Linked DNA regions of Mus musculus: all the other regions are linked to region 5. Evidence: chromatin contacts called from public HiChIP or PLAC-seq, capture Hi-C and promoter capture Hi-C data. All regions are on one chromosome and are shown on one strand. Each heading gives the region's core, a stretch centred on a gene start, on an enhancer-like site or on the middle of the called end of the contact. The rest is flanking DNA. Distances are from core to core; before and after follow the strand shown.

Evidence for each region. Promoter capture Hi-C pulls out the DNA fragments that hold promoters and counts their contacts. HiChIP or PLAC-seq counts read pairs in DNA pulled down with a chosen protein or histone mark. Capture Hi-C pulls out chosen DNA fragments and counts their contacts.
Region 1: a contact with region 5 is called in a capture Hi-C map of macrophages, with 4 times the contacts expected there. The contact joins the promoter of Slc13a5 here to the promoter of Ncbp3 in region 5. A contact is called at or near these places in 3 of 39 promoter capture datasets (hippocampal neurons, liver and pre-B cells) and 1 of 9 other capture datasets (macrophages).
Region 2: a promoter capture Hi-C map of liver shows a contact between it and region 5, with 2.3 times the contacts expected there. The contact joins the promoter of Tekt1 here to the promoter of Ncbp3 in region 5. A contact is called at or near these places in 2 of 39 promoter capture datasets (liver and pre-B cells), 1 of 15 datasets of contacts at CTCF or cohesin (large pre-B cells) and 2 of 115 datasets of contacts at active chromatin or transcription factors (pancreatic cancer cells and stem cell-derived neural progenitor cells).
Region 3: a contact with region 5 is called in a promoter capture Hi-C map of pre-B cells, with 3 times the contacts expected there. The contact joins the promoter of Smtnl2 here to the promoter of Ncbp3 in region 5. A contact is called at or near these places in 2 of 39 promoter capture datasets (liver and pre-B cells).
Region 4: a contact with region 5 is called in an H3K27ac HiChIP or PLAC-seq map of microglia, with 4 times the contacts expected there. The contact joins the enhancer-like site here to the promoter of Ncbp3 in region 5. A contact is called at or near these places in 6 of 39 promoter capture datasets (the C10 cell line, hippocampal neurons, liver and 1 more), 3 of 115 datasets of contacts at active chromatin or transcription factors (extraembryonic endoderm stem cells, microglia and pancreatic cancer cells) and 1 of 9 other capture datasets (adipose tissue).

What each region holds. Positions count from the first base shown.
Region 1 is chr11:72,265,225-72,267,924 of GRCm38.p6, reverse strand. It overlaps Slc13a5 (solute carrier family 13 (sodium-dependent citrate transporter), member 5), which reads left to right and starts at 1,321. Exons shown (of 12, transcript NM_001004148.4): 1 at 1,321-1,461. The coding sequence starts at 1,360. It overlaps 1700051A21Rik (RIKEN cDNA 1700051A21 gene), which reads right to left and starts at 1,081. Exons shown (of 2, transcript NR_045922.1): 1 at 400-1,081; 2 at 1-44.
Region 2 is chr11:72,360,518-72,363,217 of GRCm38.p6, reverse strand. Tekt1 (tektin 1) reads left to right here and starts at 1,336. Exons shown (of 8, transcript NM_011569.3): 1 at 1,336-1,425. Gm34317 (a long non-coding RNA gene) reads right to left here and starts at 1,304. Exons shown (of 7, transcript XR_003949575.1): 1 at 1,227-1,304.
Region 3 is chr11:72,410,314-72,413,013 of GRCm38.p6, reverse strand. It overlaps Smtnl2 (smoothelin-like 2), which reads left to right and starts at 1,301. Exons shown (of 8, transcript NM_177776.3): 1 at 1,301-1,770. The coding sequence starts at 1,381.
Region 4 is chr11:72,465,847-72,468,546 of GRCm38.p6, reverse strand. All of the region lies in intron 2 of Spns2 (spinster homolog 2), which reads left to right. Among named protein-coding and RNA genes, the nearest start is that of Gm40194, 9.8 kb to the right of the region's middle. Within about 2 kb of position 1,261, at least 162 of the 459 cell types and tissues checked have an H3K27ac peak or open chromatin away from gene starts, as enhancers often do. A contact at or near this core is called in adipose tissue, extraembryonic endoderm stem cells, liver and 3 more, where this site is marked.
Region 5 is chr11:73,046,555-73,049,254 of GRCm38.p6, reverse strand. It overlaps Ncbp3 (nuclear cap binding subunit 3), which reads right to left and starts at 1,388. Exons shown (of 13, transcript NM_025818.3): 1 at 1,173-1,388. The coding sequence starts at 1,355.

The DNA of each region.
Region 1 (2,700 bases), core at 72-2,571, 780 kb after region 5:
GTGGGGAATTCAGTAGTTCTTTCCTGGTGGTGGTGGTGGCAGGGCTAGGGGTGGAGAAGAGGGAGGAGAGGTTAGTCTCATATAATTCGTAGCAATTGCATATAACCTATTCTTTACTTCATCTCTGGATTGCTTGCAACACCTAACACACAGTGTAAGTGCCGTGCTAATAGTCGGTCTCTGTTGTATATAGTTCAGAGTACGCCGATGGTTTCCATGTTTAGAACAGAAGCAGCCATCCTAGTCGTAAACACGCTAACCATGTCAGCAACTAGATAGCATCTTGATCAGTGGTGAGAGCTGACTGTACAGGAATCTGGACTCAGCCATGTGTCAAGTAGCCTGTGGATAAGACTCCCCAGAGGAGAATGAGAGGCAGGCAGAAGAGAAAGAACTCACCGAAGTGTCAATAATGTCATTGCACCCTCTTGTGTTGGTGTCCCAAACAGGACTTAGCACAGCAGGTACTACACACAGGTCTGTTAAGGGGAGGATTAATGAATGAACGAATGCCTCGATGATGGTTGGCAGGATTATGCCCCCTCTTTTCTAAGGCCCCGTCTCCCACCATAAAATGGTACTAGCGAGGTGGTTGGTAAGTGGGCGGCAGCAACTACCCGCGCCTGGGCAAAGACGGCCGGCCTGCGCAAGCGCGTTCGCTGGAGGGTAAAAGTCGTTCGGTCTGCGAGGACAGTGACCGCCTTCCTTAGCGGTCCCTCTAGAGCGCCTACGGTGCGCTGGGTAGGAGACGGCACGAGGAGGGAAATGGGTTCTATGTCTAGAGTCGGGCTAACGCTAGGAGGAAGCCAGCGGATCTTGGAGGTGAGAAGACCGCGGTGGCGCAGGGCTCGGCCATCGCCTCTAGGAGACGCCCCTCCGGGATAGGGATGAGAAGGAGAACGCTTTGGAGAGAGAAGCCTGAGAATCCTACAGGCTGGTGTTTTTCATCTGGGACATTCCGGAGTCCAGGAGAGAGCAGGTGAGAGTACACAAAGGGTCCTCACGCTTAAGCTGGCAGAATGACCGGCACACCCTGCATGGTACTGAGGACCAGAGCAGCGCCAACGGGCTGGCAAGTGGTGAGGTGCCAGGGTCCAGTCCTCTCCATAGAGGGCTGGTGCCAAGCACTGAAATCTGCAAACGCCTCACTCTGCCGCGGGGTGGCAGAGTCCTGGGACAGACACTCCCCACAGACCCCGAGGGGTGGCTCCGCCCCAGGACCGCAGGGAGGCCTGGCAATGGGGGGCGGAGTTGTAGCCGCCCCCAATCCGGTGGGACCGCGCGTCCCCCTTTTAAGCTCGTGAAGCTTCTAGCTGCCTCGCAATCTTTTCTCCCTCCAGTCAGTCTCCCTTTCACGCGATGGATTCGGCGAAGACTTGTGTGACCAAGTTCAAGTCCTTTGCGATTTTGCTCTTCACCCCGATCCTGATGCTTCCACTCGTCATTCTGATACCTGACAAGGTCAGTTGCGTGTCTGGGCAGCCTGGCGGAATCCGGGTGCCCAGTGCAATAACGGGCACGGAACCCGGGAACGCTGAGCTGGAACGCATAGATTCCTCCGTGGGGACGAGCTCCCCTGGGACGCGTGCTCAGACGCTCCAGGCACCAGATAGGAGGTGCTCTGCAAAGAATCCGAGGGACGCACAGACCCTAAGGTGAACACGTCCTAGAGTGCACCGATTTCAGGGCGCAAGAGCCGTCCGGGCAAACACGGAAACCTGGACGTTAGAACAGATCTGAACCACACAGACCCCTCGACAGGCTTAGCCTCTGACTCAAAATCTCCTCCCAGAGTGCACAACCAACGCTAGTCCAGCTCAAAGATAATGCTCGAGCTAGTAGAGACTCTGAAGGCTGGGCTTTCTTTCCCTCTGTGCCTCTTCTCTAGGAAAGAGAGATTTCCTAGCTGTAGATGCCTTCAGGCAGGGAACTACAGGAACAGAGTGGATCATGCCTTTGCCATAATCTGGCCTTGATATTTGAAGCTCAGGTTCCCCATCTATGATCTATATTTCTTTCTAGCTCGGAAGCCAAGGAAGCCACTCTCGAGTTCAAATCCTGCTGCAGCCTGAAAGGCAGGTCGGGCACTGCCCACCGCCTGCTGAGGCAGTCAGTGTGAGGAGGCAGGACGTATTCCCAGAGCTCACGCCTTGGGTGGCATGGCTCTCGGTTGCTGGGGAAGCTGAGTCCCATTCCCTGGCCTCCTGGTGCTCCTGGGAGGAAGGGAGAGAATGAATGGCCTTGGCTGCAGAGCAGAGGAGGGCGGGAGCGCTGGCCCCGGCTCTGTCAGGCTGTGTGCAGCCAGTTTGGCGAGGCCAGGGCTCTTTGAAGCCTTATGTGGCTACCCTTTCACTCTCAGCCCAGACAGGAAACCTTGCTCGGATCCTGCTTCCCCTCCACAGGCAGGTTTGAGAAACAGTGGCTCTCTTCAGGGAAGGTTTTGAGAGGAGAGGGGTGTCCCCTGGTGGGCTTCTAGTCATTTCACATTGTGCCTTTCAGCAAGACCCTTTGCTCTCCGGGCCCCGGGTGCTTTGATGGGTACAATGGGGTGACTGGATTCTGGGAGTAAAAGGGGATCATTCCGGCTCCTAGGATTGGGGCGCGGGGGGGGGGGCAGAGGAAACATACTGAGCAGAGGCTCCACATGGGCCAAGGAGAGCAGAGCAACTGTGCGGACTCATCCGCTGCCACTCTGTTAGC
Region 2 (2,700 bases), core at 87-2,586, 690 kb after region 5:
GGTATTCATTAATATTAATACCAGAATTAAGAACATAGATACATGAGCTGGGCAGTGGTGGCGCACGCCTTTAATCTCAGCTCTTGGAGGCAGAGGCAGGTGGATTTCTGAGTTCCAGGCCAGGCTGGTCTACAAAGTGAGTTCCAGGACAGCCAGAGCTACACAGAGAAACCCTGTCTTGAAAAAAAGCAATATATATATATATACATACATGAATGAAAGGTGAGTGTTAATTTCCAATATGTCTTTCAGATTTGAATCCTCAGCTTAAGGGTCTTTTTCTGGCATGCTGAGATGCCAGGGATAAGCAGATACACCCAGCTCATCGCTGCTTTTTCTTCCTTCCTTCCTTCCTTCCTTCCTTCCTTCCCTCATTTCTTTCTCTTTCTTTTAAAGATTTGTTTATGTATTTATTTTATGACTAGGAGTGCTCTGTTTTCTGTTTTCATGCACACCAGAAGGTATGCACTGGATCTCATTGCAGATGGTTGTGAGCCACCATGTGGGTGCTTGGCATTGAACTCGGGACCTCTGGAAGAGCAGTCAGTCCTCTTAACCGCTGAGCCATCTCTCCAGCCCTTCATCAGTGCCTTCACATTGTTATAAATTTTATGCCTTTGTTTCATCGTGTTCACCTTTATGATTGCTTTTTCTGCCACACAGACAGCGCCAATTTCCCATTTCCAGTAGTAATGCAAAGGGTTTTTTTGTTTTGTTTTGTTTTTGTTTTTTTGTTTTTTAAATAAACGTGCTGCCTGTAAAACGAACGTTTGAAGATGGTGTATGGCTATGTTAAACTCATGGCCGTGGCACCGAGTGGCTGGCGTCCTGAAAGCCTAATTTTAACTCAATCCACAACAGTTTGAAGATCACGTAGCAGTGCGATCTTAACCGAGAAAAAGCTCAGTGCTTGGTGAGTTTTACGCCTTGGGAGAAGATACCTGGCCGAAAACCCATTCTTGCCTACCCCTGTCTGGAGCTACCCATGCACCCTGTGTGTCGCTAGGTTTGCAGGTCCTTTGCTCCAGGTTTGGAGCAACGACCACGTGGAACGCAGTGTGTGTATCTCTGTGGTCCCGGGTCATCTACGGCTCAGGACAGCGCCAAGACCGACCCGCTGTGCATCTATGGAGTCAGAGACTCGGGGAACGGGAACCCCGAGTGACCCAATCTCCTGCCCCGTGTTTTGACGTTTTCTCAGCAGGATCAGACTTCGGACCACCTACTTTCTTTGTCTTGTTTGCTCGGGTTACCCTTTAGCACCACTCTCACATTCGCGCTTGCGCAGTCTTCTAACTAGGGCAACGTTGCGTCCGTCCGGTTGCCATAGAGACCGCAGTTTTCTCGGCTGGTTCTCTCAGAACCAGGAGCTCTGGTTGGGGTCAGGAGTGCCCTACAGAAGCTTGTGTTCTTTAATGAACTAAGGTAAGTGAGCCCCGATCCACCTCACCTACCCCTTCTCCCTACCCACGCGGTGTGTCTTTTGTATCAGCGGTTAGCACTGATATCGGTCCCCTCTTCGAGACTATTCACACTTGTTCAAAGTTATATCTCAGAGAGCCACGCTGAGACAGACTCGGGAGAGACCATAGGAGGGGACTGAACTGGAGAGCTCAGGAGTGTCTGAGGGGGTTACATGGGGCCTGATGCTTAGCCTAGTCAAGATCTGAATCCATCCTTGGTTGTGACGGCTTCAGAGGCCCCTAGGGTAAATACTAGGGTTATAGAGTCCAGAGCGGGAGGCTTTCAGAGTTCAGCTTTGCCTATGGAAGACAGATGTGATGTCGTTCAGAGCCAGGGGATCATATTTTTTTTCCCCCGCAACTGTCTCCAGAGGCTGCCTTACCCCCTGTTCCTTGTCTTTATCCTGTAGTCACAATGCCCAGATGTTGGCTTACAGACGTCACATCTGTTCATTTCTTATACAACATGTCTGGGTTCATGTATTTGAAAGAATACTGCTTGTCTTAGGGTTTCTATTGCTGTGACAAAACAACATGATCAAAAAGCAAGTTGGAGAGGAAAGGGCATATTTGTCTTACATGTTCATATTGCTTGTTTATCATTGAAGGAAGTCAGGATAGGAACTCAAAACAGGGCAAGAATCTAGAGGCAGGAGCTAATGCAGAGGGCATGAAGGGCATGCTAACTGGTTTGTTCATCATGGCTCGCTCAGCCTGCCTGCCTTCCTTCCTTCCTTCCTTCCTTCCTTCCTTCCTTCCTTCCCTTCTTTCTCTTTTTTCTTTCTTTCCTTCCTTTCTTCCTTGTCTTTTCTTCCTTTCTTTCTTTTCTTCCTTTCTTTCTTTCCTTCCTTCCTTCCTTCCTTCCTTCCTTCCTTCCTTCCTTCCTTCCTTCCTTGTCTTTCGTTCTCTCTCCCTCTCTCCCTCTCTCCCTCTCTCCCTCTCTCCCTCTCTCCCTCCCTCCCTCCCTCCCTCCCTCCCTCCCTCCCTCCCTCCCTCTCTCTCCTTTTTTCTTCTCCAAGGCAGGGTGTCTTTGTGTAGCCCTGGCTTTCCTGGAACTCACTCTGTAGATTAGGCTGGTCTCAAATTTTCAGAGATCCACTTGCCTCTGCCTTCCTAGTTCTGGGATTAAAGGCACCACCACTGCCCAGCTCAATCTGCTTTCTTGCAGAACCCAGGACCATCAGCTCAGGCTTAGCATCACCCACAAAGGCCTGGGCCCTCCCCATACATCACTAAT
Region 3 (2,700 bases), core at 52-2,551, 640 kb after region 5:
CCTGCTCCTATGGATCATCTCACTAGGCCTCTCCAGGCTTTGAGCCACCTCCCATAGCCCAGGCCCAGAGAAATCGAGTTAGGAAAGCCTTTTAGCACAATGAATGAGATGGTTTTTTCTTTATTTTAAATGTTTACAACATCTATCATATTGTTATCCTGAGCAACAATTGCCTCCATCCCTCCTTCTTTGGTGATGTTTGGGGTTTCTAGGCTGGGAAAGGGGACTTTCTGGAATAAGAGGAGTGCTGGAGAAAAAAAGAGGTTTGAAGGTTGTCAGGTGGATCGAGGTTCTTGACTGAGCTTGGGGAAGAGGGGGGCAGCAGTGCACATCCTAGTTTTTGATCCCAAAGTTGCTCATAGCAAGATTTTGGGATTTGGGTCCCAACCTTCCTGTTCATCTTTAACACACACACACACACACACACACACACACACACACACACACACACACAGAGAGCAGGCCTAGGAGGATAGGAGGGGCATTTTACCATCTACATAACTCTTCCTGATCTCAGAACTGGTGCAAGAAATCCCAGGCAAAAGTGTCACAGGTGGGGGGCTGAAGTGTGGGCTTAGCAGTTTAGGGCACTTTTTGCTCTTTCAGAGAAACCCCAGAACTCGGCTCCCAGCACACACATGATGGCTCACAACTATTGGAAACTCCAGTTCTAGAGGATCCTGACACCACTTTGTGATTTATGTGGGCACCACACATGCTGTGTAGATACAGACAAGCAGGCTCACACACATAAAGTCAAATAAATATTTTTTTAAAAAGTCTCACAAGTGAGTATTTGCGAACTGGATGGTACCGGTGGTGACCGGAGATGCATACAAAGGTGAGTCAGAGCGGTTATGGTGTGTGTGTGTGTGTGTGTGTACAGTTGCTGCGGTTCCCTGAACAGGGGGGAGAGTCCAACCAAAGTGGACCTACAGGGAAATGTATAACTCTTTTAGTTGTTGTTCCTAGAGTAATGTCCTTTCGAGTGTCTTCTTCCCAGATCTTTCACCGGGTCGCACACCACTCCCTGGGGTCAAGCGTGTATGGGACTCCTTACTCCCCCAGGGATCCACATCCCTGCAAAGCAGAGAAGGAGAACTTTTCACTAAGTGCCTCCGGGGCCAGGCATCCCGCACCGACCCGGCCAGTCCCCAGGGGCGGGGTGTCCTGGAATGGGCTGTCCCGCCCCCTCGGCCCCGCCTCCTCACTCAGCGCCCAGTCCTGGGGCTCTAGGGGTCTGCCCCGCCCTGCTCCCGCCCCCTCCGGCCGCCCCTCGGGCTCAGCCAGCCGCGGCCCGCCAGTCGTCCCAAGGAGCTGCGGATCTCTCAACGTCTCCCGCGTTCTGCCCGCTGTCCGATCGGTGTGCCCCACTCGGCCATGGAGCCGTCCCCCGACGCCGAGGAGGCGCACACAGTGCGCGAGGCGCTGGGCCGCTACGAGGCGGCGCTGGAGGGTGCGGTGCGTGCGCTGCACGAGGACATGCAGGGGCTGCAGCGCGGCGTGGAGCGGCGCGTGGCAGAGGCGCTGCGCCTGGCCGGCCCCTTGGCTCGTACTGTGGCCGAGCTGCAGCGGGACAACCAGCGGCTGCAGGCACAGCTCGAACGCTTGACGCGCCAGGTGGAGGCGCTGGGCTTGGCGACTGGAGTGTCCCCTGCACCCGGCACGCCCAGTCCCCCTCCGGCGGCCACAGTTACCGACCGCGCCCCCCGCTTGGGCACTGCACGCTTCTCCAGTCATGCCACCTTTTCGCTGTCCGGTCGAAGCCCGGTGAGCCCCGGGGGTGCGGCGCGAGGGATGTGAGCGACTAGGAGCGTGCCTGGGGTGTAGGGTTGGGAAATTGGTGCCGCCCATCAGCTCTGAGTGCGTGCGCTGGCGAGCGTCCTCTAGTAAGAGAGCTATACCTCCACCTGCCGCTGGGACTTGGTAGCCGGGATTACATTTAAGCTCTCCAGAGCTGGAAAGGACAGGAGAAACATTGTTTTAGTAGGCCTGCTGCACCTGCTTTGCACTTCTTTCTTGGATCCGGGTGGTGTTTTTGCCTTGAGATCTGCCCTCTCCCATCTGACCCATGAATTTTAAGAGTTTGGACGCCAAGGTTCAGTCTTTGATAGTTCACTGTCGTCTGGGTCCTCACCTGCAAGTTGGAATGGTCAGCGTCCTCTACCTGCCCCCTACAACGTTTTTGTTCACGCGCACTGTGTTGCTGCTTCACTGAGGCCTGACCGTTCCGGTTGTAGATTAACCCCGACTGAGTTGCCTCTGTGTGTGTGTGTGTGTGTGTGTGCGCGCGCGCGCGCGCGCGCGCATGTGAGCGCACTCTGGTCTGGACTGATCAGTAACTGTTTGGGAACTCATGTTGCAGAGGGCAGACCCTTTACTGGAAACGGAGAGGGGGAACGGGCCTTTAGCTGTGTCTAGATTTCTGGGCAGAAGCTGGTGTGGACCAGTTTTACCACTTGGTCACGACCTCCTGGAGTGACAGAGCCTGGTTAGACTGTTTCTATGGTGTGTGCAGTGGCCCTTAGGTGGGATTTTCCATCCTGACCCGGAATTTGCTGGCGGGGTGGGGGGGTGGTGGGGGGGGAGGGAAGTGGGGGATGGGGGAGAGGAGTGGGAGGGGTTGGAGGAGTGGGAGGGGTGGGAGGTGCTTTTCAAGGGCCAGGGTCTTAGTACACTGCCTCTGCCCCCTGCCTTGGT
Region 4 (2,700 bases), core at 12-2,511, 580 kb after region 5:
CCAGTATAGCATGAATATTCTCTGACGTCAGGGGCGTCTGTGGGGACCATCCTCTTCCCAGTCTAGCATCAAGTGATATGATTTAAAGCGAGGGCTTCAGAGTCAGCTAAACTACAGTTTAATTTTGACTCAGACATACAGTTGCCCTGTGACATCACTTCTTTCAGCTGGGTCATCTTCTCTGTAAGATGAAGTTAGAGAGAGAATCGACAGAAATGATGAATGCATGTGCCAAGTGTGTGTCCAGGGCCTGGTCTGTCATAACTGATCCATCAGTGACAACTGCAGGCGTTATTAACAATAAGCATCGTGCTTCATTAACCATCGTACAATATGATTAGAAGACTTGAAATTTATATAATGTGTGTGTGAATGTGACAGTGTGCGCGTGCCTGTGACAGTGTGTGCGTGCCTCTGTGTGTGTGTGTGTGTGTGTGTCAGTGTGTGTGAGAGTATGTGTGTGTGCTTGTGTGTGTGTGTGTGAGAGAGAGAGTGTGTGTGCGTGTGTGTGTGAGAGTATGTGTGACTGTGTGTAAGAGATAGTGTGTGTGTGTGAGAGAATGTGTGTGAGAGAGTATGTGTGTGTGTGAGAGTATGTGTGTGTGAGTGTGTGAGAGAGTATGTGTGTGTGCATGTGTGTGTGAGTATGTATGTGAGAGAGTATGTGTGTGTGAGAGAGTATGTGTGTGTTCGTGTGTTGTGTGAGAGAGTATGTGTGCATGTGTGCATGTGTGTGACTGTGTATGAGAGATAATGTGTGTGTGTGAGAGTGTGTGTGCGTGTGTGTGAGAGTATGTGTGCATGTGTGCGTGTGTGTGACTGTGTGTGAGAGATAGTGTGAGGGGGAGCGAGAGAGTGGTGTGTGTGTGTGTGTGTGTGTGTGTGTGTGTGTGCATGTGTTGTCATCATGGTGAACTCCTAGGCACGTTTCATTACCCACTTTGACATTAGCAGGATTTGGTGACCCTTACTGATTCACAGGCTTTAAGTACATCAAGCTGTGCAATTCATGGTAGGACCTGCACTTTGGCTAGACAAGAGGCACTGCCTACTCAGATTGTCTCTGCCCACTCCCCACCCAGTTCAGACTGGCATACAGAAGGCAGTTGTTCCTCTTCCCCTCTAAACATGTGTAAGCCCTTTGAGACTAAGCTTTTCCTCGTCCACATCCTGATCTGATCTTGGGCAGGTCTTAGGAGGCAGAGCTGACAAGAAAGCATTCTTTCTGTAGATGTAAGGAAATAATACTGGCCCTGGCTAATGTAAACACGAGCCTTGTTGACCCAGCCTGCGCCTCGGAGGGCAGGGCATGAAGCACCTTCCCCCACACTGTCTCATCCAATACTCAAGCCACCAGAGCAGCAGCTATTTTTATCTTCATTTTACAGATGAGGAAGTTGGCGTGGGGAGCTGGCTTAGAGTGGCTCATGAGAGTCGATTGTTAAATTTTTAGGAATTGTGTGAGCCGATTGTTAGACACAGCCATTGTTAGAACTAAATCATAATAAACTTACAACTGAGTGATCTGTACTGAAAGAAGCTGATAAATTCTCAGAAGTCATCGCTTCCTAATTACTTTCTTACATCAAGACATTATCAGTGTGCTTAAGGTAAACTCCTTTTATCTGAATGGTGGAAACGCCTATGACTGAACAAGGTACTAAGCTCTGAGCTTCACATCTCTTAGGTGACTTGGCCTCAGCCGGGTAGAGTGTTTATACTGTGGAGATGCACAACCCCCAGGCATCGTGGGGCCCCTCCTCTGTCCCTTTTTAGAGAACCTGTTTCTACACATTTACCAGCACATCAATGAGGCTGACAATGACAGAGATGTGACCTGGCAAAGGAGCCTACCTAAGAAGGTGCAGAGCTGGGGTTGAACCCTATGGCGCAAGGACTGATTCTGCCCAAAGCTTAAGTCACAGACCTGAATTACCAGGTCCCCTCTCCTGTGTTTTCAAGTCTAGCGGAGAAAAGAACCCTTCATGCTACTCTGAGCAACCCACTTTGCCCTGCTCACGCCCTTCCTCTCGTCATTGCTCCTCCCCCTAAATACTGTCTCCCCAGAGGCTGCTAAACCACATACACATGAACCTAGCGTACAGAGGTCAGTGTTGTCTGGCCATCTGCCTACTGGCAGTGGGACTGCCTTCCATGAGACAGAGGGGACTCCCTGTCTGTGTAGTTGGCCTCTATTCTACCTGGATCTCTGTATCTCACCTAGAACACCAACCCCTCCCATCATCAACAGTGGCATTCTCTCCCAAGTCCCTGAACATTACTGTGCTCTTGTCCCAGCAGAGCCAAACCAGGTCATTAGTTCTTTGTTCAGCATCTCCTGCCTTCCCCGTGAGGATCCCACTCCATCTGGCCTCTTAGCCTTGTCTTCCACCCTTCCCCCTCCGTCACTTTGCTTCAGACACTCTGGCCTCTTTCACGCCCCGCAAACACACCAAGTGCACTCTAGCTCTCCTTTCCCCGGTACTTCTATGACTGTTTCCTTGTCTCCTGCAGGTCTTTGCTGAGTTGAAATGTCACCGTCTCTTCTATTTAATACTGTATGATCTGTCTTCTCTCTCATACATGTATTCTCAATAAAATTTTATGATAATGTCTATCATACTCTAAGGCAACACTGGACTCTGGCTGTACAGAGCAGCAGAGATGTTTGGCAGAGATGTTCGAACAGGAATGGCCAAT
Region 5 (2,700 bases), core at 139-2,638:
ATTACTCCCTTCCAACTGACATGGTCGGCCCCTTTTTGTCATTTGGGGTTCAAGTTGAATCTAACTATCTCAAGGGACTTTCCTGTGCATCCCAACACACACCAACTGCTTCACATCCCTCCTGGCCACTGTGCTTTTTATCCTATTAACAGGGTGTGTGTGTGTGTGTGTGTGTGTGTGTGTGTGTGTGTGTGTGTTTGTTTTTGTAGCACTTAATACAAAAGGGAACTATTTACTTGTCTCCCCTACTAGGGCAACACCAAGAGGGAGTTCGCTCTTAAGCACCTAGGATTACACCAGCACACAGAGAGGTGTGTGATATAAACATGTTAAACTGACTGAATGGATAACACCTGACCTATACACTATCCACTATAACCTATAGATGTTGTCACCAAAGGTATTGTCATTTGTCATCACTACCTTAGCCTTCACTCATAACTTCAAATGTAAAACCAAGCTGCTATCATGTAATTAAAGGAGGGGGCGCAGGGAGTTCACGTTGTATGTGAAAACCGAGCTATCCAGGCCTCAGACCAGCTTTAAGAAGGGGCATGTGACTACCAAACCACAGGCAAAACACTCCTCAGACCCACTGTGGTTAAAGAAAGATCAAATGTCACTGTGTGTCAGAAGCTGGGACCACCGAGAGTAGACGCAGTGAAGGTGCGGGGACGTGAGGACCCTCATCCACAATACCAACACACGAGTGTCTGCTGTTTGACAGGTCTAGCCCTCCCAAGCGAAGAGAGCTGGTTTAAGTGACACCAACTCGGCCGGGGAAGGAGGACCCACCAGGAGACCTGGATGCCGGCGGCACCTAACACTTTCTTTGAGGGCTGATTCAGGTTCTGTTCCCGCCCGCGGCTCCTTTTTATCTCCAACCAAACACAGCTGATTCCGTTCGGGGCCACCGAGGGGCAGCGAGAGGGGTGTCCCCAACTCTCTCCGAGATCCCCCGCCTCTCCAGCGCTCTCTGCACCCATTTCCGGGCGCCCCGGCGTCCTTTCTCTCTGGCGCTCTCCGGGTCATGCGCGGCCCCCGCCTTTCGGCGCTCGCGCCCCTTTCCCGCGTTCCCGGACTTGCGCCAGTGCCGCCGTCCGCCACCTTCCCTGACTCTCCAGGGACACCCGCCCGGCGACCTCCTCAGCCCCCGCCCCTCTCGCCCGTACCGGGAGCAGTTCCTTTAGGGAGCGCCGCACCGGCACGATTTCCAGCTCGCCTTCTTCCACTTCCATGGGCTCCGGCTCGCCACGCTCCAAACCGGACTCCACCTCGGGCGACGGAAGCCCCAAAGCCGGCCCAGCGGGGGCCTCCGCCTTCACAGACACTCGCAGGCCGCGGACGGCCGCCATAGCTGCCAGCCGGCCGCACCACCGAAAGCCCGCCCCTCACTCCCGCCGCCTAGAGCGCCGTCGCCGATGACCACAGAGGAGCACCGCTATCACCTAGAGCGTCGTCTGTTTCTACCAGAAAGCTGTCCTTATCTCTGGCGCCCCCTTGGTGACCTAGGAACCTGGGGCCGGCTTGGGGCGGGACTTCGCGGGGTAGGGGGCGGGACGAAGCAGTGATGGAGGTGGAGCGTCGTCTGAGGTTCCAAAATACCTGCACTTTGAGGACTATACTTCTAAGAACTGCTGAGCGGTTACCGCGATCTATCATCTAGGCAATCTGAGCGTTTACAAAGTTATTTCCGTAGTAAGCTTTGGCTCTGTCAAGTCTTCCAGTAATTGAGCCATATTATGTGGTCAAAATTTTAAACTAGGGCCCAGTGTAGGGGTTACATGCCTATAATCCCAGCAGTCAGGAGTCAGAGGCAGGCACATCTCTAAGTTCCAGGCCATCCAGGGATCCAAGGTAAAACCCTGCCTACATTTAAACTGGAAAGGGATGGTACACGATTGTATTCCCAGCACTTGGGAGATAGAGGCAGGAGGACTAGGGGCTGAAGGTTATCCCCCAATTACACCAAGGGGCAATTGCTAGTTTGAGGCCAGCCTAAACTACAGAAGATCCTATCTTAAAAGGGGAAGAGGGGTGCTTCAAGATCACAGTGACCTACCCAAAGGGCAGAACCAGAGCTTAGACCCATTTTGTCACTTCTGGGAGCTCTACTCATCAGAGACTCACAAGCAAGATTTCCTGCAAATGTTCCTAGTAAGAGTCTGGCTGGGAAAGAGGAAAGGCTTGTTCAGACTTGAAGAAGGGACTTCTTGTCTGTCATGAGTCCTGATTTTGTGTCTCCTCCTGTGTCATATTTAGTTAGCCCTTTCTAGACCTATCTCCCAATCTGAACCAGGAATAGGTAAGACCATATATCTGAGCCCCTAAAAATCTTTTCAGAGAAAGGCAAATCATTCTAAAACAGAAAAAAAAATCACAAGACTCAGATACACTAGGTCACTTTGGGCATGGCACGGAACCTCAGTTCCTTCATCAGAACATAGAACAGTGACACACCTCCACAGAAGAATATAAGGACCGAATGAGCTAGTTATGTGCGGCTGTAAGATCCAAAAGAGGTGATACTGTACATCCAAGCTTTTCTTGAAATGGGTCTGTACCATGGGACAAACAAGATGGAATTCCTTAGAATGGTACCATCAATTGATTGCAATGCAAAGTACAAAATTGGGTTAAAACAATGGATTGTATTTTCTTTTCTCCTGTTCCCCTTCCTTTCTTTCCTTCCGTTTTTCT